2 separate regions of the Mus musculus genome follow, and region 1 is linked to region 2. The links are chromatin contacts, called in public HiChIP or PLAC-seq maps. All regions are on one chromosome and are shown on one strand. The core of a region is the stretch at or near the end of the contact, and the rest is flanking DNA. Distances in the headings are between cores, read along the strand shown.

The links. HiChIP or PLAC-seq counts read pairs in DNA pulled down with a chosen protein or histone mark.
Region 1: a contact with region 2 is called in an H3K27ac HiChIP or PLAC-seq map of SST interneurons, with 8 times the contacts expected there. The contact joins two enhancer-like sites. A contact is called at or near these places in 8 of 484 Hi-C or Micro-C datasets (the CH12 cell line, embryonic fibroblasts, embryonic stem cells and 3 more) and 1 of 115 datasets of contacts at active chromatin or transcription factors (SST interneurons).

The regions. Positions count from the first base shown.
Region 1 is chr12:82,997,198-83,000,098 of GRCm38.p6, forward strand. The region is part of intron 3 of Rgs6 (regulator of G-protein signaling 6); the gene reads left to right. It overlaps Gm31308 (a long non-coding RNA gene), which reads right to left. Exons shown (of 2, transcript XR_381770.3): 2 at 2,080-2,482. Among named protein-coding and RNA genes, the nearest start is that of Gm31308, 6.0 kb to the right of the region's middle. Within about 2 kb of position 1,589, at least 17 of the 459 cell types and tissues checked have an H3K27ac peak or open chromatin away from gene starts, as enhancers often do. A contact at or near this core is called in SST interneurons, where this site is marked.
Region 2 is chr12:82,697,706-82,700,774 of GRCm38.p6, forward strand. All of the region lies in intron 2 of Rgs6 (regulator of G-protein signaling 6), which reads left to right. Among named protein-coding and RNA genes, the nearest start is that of Gm22149, 73 kb to the right of the region's middle. Within about 2 kb of position 1,321, at least 8 of the 459 cell types and tissues checked have an H3K27ac peak or open chromatin away from gene starts, as enhancers often do. A contact at or near this core is called in SST interneurons, where this site is marked.

The sequences.
Region 1 (2,901 bases), core at 339-2,838, 300 kb after region 2:
CAGGAGCCCTCAGAGATTAAAGTCCTTTTGAGACTCCAAGGGGAGTCTTAGTCTTTTGCTGTCACTGGTCACCCCTCTAAGGTATAAATCCGGGGCACCCTGACTGCTCCCTGGGGTGACGGCTGGGATCATGCTGCTTGTAGGAGGCAGGGGTGAAAGGTGGGAATCACCTAAAGAAATCCTCAAAATCGAAAGATAAAGTTCTATCCCATGATCCATGATCCAAATCCCAGGTCCCAGCACAGTCTGGGAACATTTGGTAACTGGTTGTTATGAATAGGAATATCCCAAGCGGTATAATTGTTCACTTCTCAAGAGCCATATTAATTATGCTTGGCTATTTGTTTCTTCAGCCATTCAGACACAAAATGTTTATCAAGACTTAGGGGAAAACTACAATAAAACCATTCAGCTAGCTCATATTCAAGTTGAACTGCTTTTTCTACATTAATGAAGGTAAAGGCTATCTCATGTGGGCAAAACTGTTAGAGCTGTGTTAATTAAAGAATCTGTTGAGTTGATTTTCATAAATTCTTTGAATTCCATTGCATATCCCCAAATTAAAAGTCAAGGCTAGAATTAAAATTTAAATTTAACTAAAAGTCAAGCTGGAATTTAAAGCTGGAATTCAAGGACAGCACACACTTGTGTAGTGTAGGACTTCAGCGTAGTGTAGGAAACTGAAGAAGTCCTTAAGACAACATATCAGTCTTTATCATTGAGGAAAACCAAACAAAAGGGTAGAGAGAGCCATAGTTCTTGAGAGCAGCTTTTCACAGGAGCTCTGTGAAAGGAGACAGTGGTGTCTCCAGATGGCAGTGCTGACCAGTCTGTTGGGAAGAAGGAAGGATATAGTATCATAGTGTCCATTGTAAATTTTTTTTCATTGTAAATCTTAATTGTCTTGGAAGAAAAATGTGATCTAATGCTGTCACATACTGTCTTAGTCAGGGTTTCTATTCCTGCACAAACATCATGGCCAAGAAGCAAGTTAGGGAGGAAAGGGTTTATTCGGCTTATACTTCCATACTGCTGTTCATCACCAAGGAATTCAGGACTGGAACTCAAGCAGGCCAGGAAGCAGGAGCTGATACACAAGCCATGGAGGGATGTTCTTTACTGGCTTGCTTCCCCTGGCTTGCTCAGCCTGCTCTCTTATAGAACCAAGACTATCAGCCCAGAGATGGTCCCACTCACAAGGGGCCTTTCCCCCTTGATCACTAATTGAGAAAATGCCTTACAGTTGGATCTCATGGAGGCATTTCCTCAACTGAAGCTCCTTTCTCTGTGATAACTCCAGCCTGTGTCAAGTTGACACAAAAGTAGCCAGGACACATACCTAAGAAATGGTCTCCTCAGATCTAGAATGTCTGAGTGAAAGACGTTCAGAGGGGAAAAAAGACTGGGGAGAGGTGAGGAATGAGGGAGGCTAGAGGTGGGGAGGGGCGAGGAATGAGGGAGGCTAGAGGTGGTAGTTCCCTGAATTCAGCATCTGCACTGGCTTCCCAGGAGTCTTGGTGCTTGTCTGAGCCAGGCGGCTCAACACGATCGCTGCAGGGATGAGAAAGCCTCAGAAACAGCAGAAGACTGGGGTTCAAGGCCTTTTGTGATCTCATCCAATGATTCATCCAATGATGTAACACTAGGAGTCTGGATTTCCACAAGTTGGCTGCATGAGCTTCCCAATGTCTCAAAGCTATCTCCCAGTGAGGCTGGAGCTCAAGCCAAGTGTTTTGGCTCTCATTCCAGGGCTAAGATATAGCAAGCAGACCCTTTGAGATCAGTGGTTCTTCCTTTCTGGGGCTATAGGCAAACATCAGTCATCGAGAGCTATTCTCAAGCTTCGTTCTGCAGGATGGTGTCCAGGGTTTAGGAGGCTGGGCTCCTAAGCTAGACGAAGAAGCTGGCATTGAGACATACCTTGCAAATACAAACTCGTGAATCAGTCAACTAAAACCAGCCCCCCAAACGGTTTGCTTATATAAATTGCCCTTGGAAGGAAGCGTTGCCGTATCTCACATAAGTGTTAGTTGTTTTTCTCTCCCACAGATCCTCACTAATTTATTCTGAAGACACTGCTACATTTCCAATTTCTACTTTTATTTTAAAGTGATTCAAACATTGGGGGAAAAGTTGAACACTGGTTTGGCTGATTGCTTCAGTAGTTAAGAATAACAGCTGTCGTGTTTGAGAAGTCATTAGCGGTAATTGGCCAAGGCAAAGGGGCGTTGGCCCTGCTCTCAGAGGGCATCCAACACACGTGACTTAATAGTTGCCCGTGTATTTTGATGAAGAAAGGCATTGAGCTAACTGGGTGCAGCTTCATCCACAGTGGGCTGGTGAGTCTCTCTCCTCCAAGAGGCCAGATGTTAATTCTCCAGCTCCTTTATCCCTCCAGCCCTCTGTCATCTTCTGATTCTTCTCCACCATGTCCTCCATCTGTCTGGTGTCTTTAATTATTCACTTATCGAGCTAATATTTCCTGTGCCAAGAAGGAATGTTAACAGCTACTGAAGAAGGTGGTAGATACTGTGAGAACAAGTCAAGGGTAACCATATGAAGTGTAGGGTCCAATGGAAGGAAATGTTAGGGATGAAATCACACACTTAGTGAATGCCTGGTGGTATTCAGGGGCGAAGTGTACCATAATAGAGAAGACAGGGCTGAGCAGTAAGCCAAGACAGGACATATGTGTTGGGGCTAGACAAGAGAGATGGCTGAAAGAAGACACCTAGGCCAAGGGAACATGTCACTGTTTGGGTCTCAAATGTCTCCCACAGGGTCATGATTTGAAGACTTAGTCTTTAGTTGGCAGTATTGTTTTTGAAGGCTGTGGAACATTTAGGAGGTAAGGCCTGGCTGGTAGAAGCAGGTCCCTGGGAACAGGCCTTTGAAGGTGAT
Region 2 (3,069 bases), core at 71-2,570:
TCTGAAAAGTGGTGGGCGTGTAAGGGAACAAAGACAAACCACTAGTACTTTCTTCTGAGCAAGGGAGACCGGGCAGGAATTAATAGGGATCTGCTATATGCCAGTGTGTACATGTGCTGTGCATACGTGCATGAGACAGAGAGGGGGGGAGGGGGAGGGGGAAGGAGAGGGGAGGGGAGGGGAGGGGAGGGGAGGGGAGGGGAGGGGAGGGGAGGGGAGGGGAGAGGAGAGGAGAGGAGAGGAGAGGAGAGGAGAGGAGAGGAGAGGAGAGGAGAGGAGAGGAGAGGAGAGGAGAGAAAGACAGAGAGAAACAGAGACAGACAGTGAAAGAGACAGAGCAGAAAGACAGAGACAGAGACAGAGACAGAAAGAGTACTAAATATGAAATTACCACATGCATTTGGATAACTAATTGATGTTCCCTGGGGAAAAACGCTTTCTCCCCCTTTCAGCATCCCTTAGTTGCCTGCAGTTCTTTTTCTAGCACGGAGGCCCTCGGCCTTTCCCCTGTCCACTTGGGAGTGCCTGTTGTCTGTTGGTGTCATCTCTGTTCAGACCACATTTAGGCGGCTACATTGGTGAGACTTTCTGGGGTGTAGCTTCTGACATTCCTAGGAGACACAGTCTCACAGCAAACTCCCTGATCCTCTGGCTCCTCCAGTCTTTGTGCCTCCTCTTCTGCAATGACCCCTGAACTGTAGATGTATCAGGTGGCACTGGGCTCCACAACTCTGCATTTTGATTGGCTGTGGTTTTCTATAATAGCCTCTGTTTGTAGCAAAGAGAAGTTTCCTTGAGGAGGGGTGAAGACTACATTTATCTGCCAGTATAAGGACAGCTGCTTAGACTGTAGGTAGGGATTATGCTGGTTTCTGCTGAGATATGTTTTAAAGGCACATTGGCAGGCATGTAGTTCGTGGAAGGCTTTTCTAGCCTCTCTTGATTTATTTGCTTATACACTGAAATCAAGGCTGAGCTTTGGTAAAAATGAAATTAACGGTTATACTTTTTGAATCAGGGCTGAAGTCACTGGCATTTTACTATCAGTTAATGATTGAGGGCATGCTCCAGGGTACATTACTACAGCTTTCCCTTGTTCCTGATCTAATTTAGCAGCATCTTAATTAGGACTAAAAGATAGTCATGGGGATTTTTGCTTGATGTTTAAAAGAATGGTCTGGACTCTCATGTGCTACCTGATGGGCCTAGGAGAAAGCTCGTGGGCAGTCATGGCTTGGTGGACCCAGGACAGGCTGAGAGGCTGAGAAGGGGTGGGACTCCAACCCTCCTGGTGGCGTATATCTCTGGAAGCTGCATCCGTGCTTTTGCTCAGAATCTTCTCAGTGCTCAGCAGGTCTGTGTACTGAGTGAGCCCAGCCTGTGATTCTAGTCTATCTGGAACAGTCAATTATACGTCTCCCAGCCAAGCGGACTTTTACGAACTCTGCCAGAATCTGCATTTCCAAACAGTCAGACAAGAGGAGAAGGGAAAGATGGGGCTGAAGAGGCCATTGCCTGGCAGTGTATTTCTGGTAGCCAAACACTGACTTAGCCTAAGTACCTCCCCTTTCCCCTCTCCCTTCAGTACTTCTGGCCTCTCCCAGGATGAACGGTCTTAACCTCACTGCGCTGTTTTCTGTGCTGCCAGTTGGACAGGTCCGGGGCTCCATACTGTGGAGGGAGACCTCTCCAGCTGGCTGGGCTTAGCTCTGTCTCAGAGGGGGCCACACTTATTAATCTCTGTGACTCTGCTTGATCCCCTCATTTTTCTTCCTTTTGCTGGCAAGTCACAGACTGTTCTCCGAGGTTCGGTGCCGCCCAGCTGCCTTCCTCCTTTTGCTAGTTTCTGGAGATACTCACCTATAAATACTAATGTTTATGGAGTCAGCCTCAAGTTTCTAGGCTCTGTGCAAAGTGTGCCGATAATAACAACTGGTGTTTATTAAGCAGCTACTGTGTGCCAGCAACTGTTTTAGGTACAGGGATGGGAAGCAAGCAGCACACAGCCATCCCCCTTGCAGGCAGTCTATCAACCCATCAGCAAACAAGCAGATGGTGCCAAGGAGTGACATGGGATCTGAGGAGGAGAGGAGGCCTGGCTGGAAAGTGTCTTTGGGGGCTGGGGCTTCCGGGTGATAGTTTATCTCGGGAAGGGATATTGGGAGAGCACATTTGGGGATGCAGGTGAAAAGTCAGAGCAGTTGCTTCTTCTAAGCTCACACCTGCTTCCTATCCCAGCTCATGCCCCCATCTACCCTAGCTCACACTACATCTATCCTGGCTCACGCCCCATATCCTTTCTTTCTTTCCTCCATGCCAGTCTGTGACTCCAGCCTCCACATTCCACTGGAAAGGGTGGCTTCCCTGTTTGAGGGCAATTTCAACTTTAGAGGATGCCCTTGGCCCCCAAGTACCCATGGCTCTCACTGTATCAACCCATCTTTCTCATTGGTACCCTTAGTGTTCTTATTATACCCGTGATCTTACCTGCTGAGAAAACTTGGACACCTTGAAGAGAACAACTTTCCTAAGCAGTGGACTTAGGACACAGAAACTCATTTCATGAGCACTCGCCAGGGCTCCAAACCCATTCGCTAGAGCTCCTTCTTCTAAATTGCCTCCAGCTACGCAAGAAAGCCAATTTCCTTTTTTTAATAGCTGCGACTCATTTTCGGATTCACAATGGCATGAACCCTGTCCAGACGCCCGTCTGAGTCATTATTAGGGACTCTATTTAAAATGTGGCTATTTCCTTACATTAGTCAGATCATCCCCACAGATTAAAAGGAGTGGGTTCACTAGAATGTGTCACAGGATGTCGAAATCAGAGTTCTGATGAGAGTGGGGGTCCCTTGTGTCTTGACCACCCACCTGCTTCTTTGAGGGAGGAAAGGAGAGCGTAAGAGTGAGAGGAGACGCCTTCAGAGGGGGTTAAAACTCCAGTGAAAATAAAGAATGCAGGGCCCCTGTCATTTTAGGTTTCCTTGGGGAAAGACCTAGCAAGACAGTTGATTTAAAACTGGAAAGGGCCCTGGTTGGCAATGACTGGGAAGATTGATGACAGCGGTG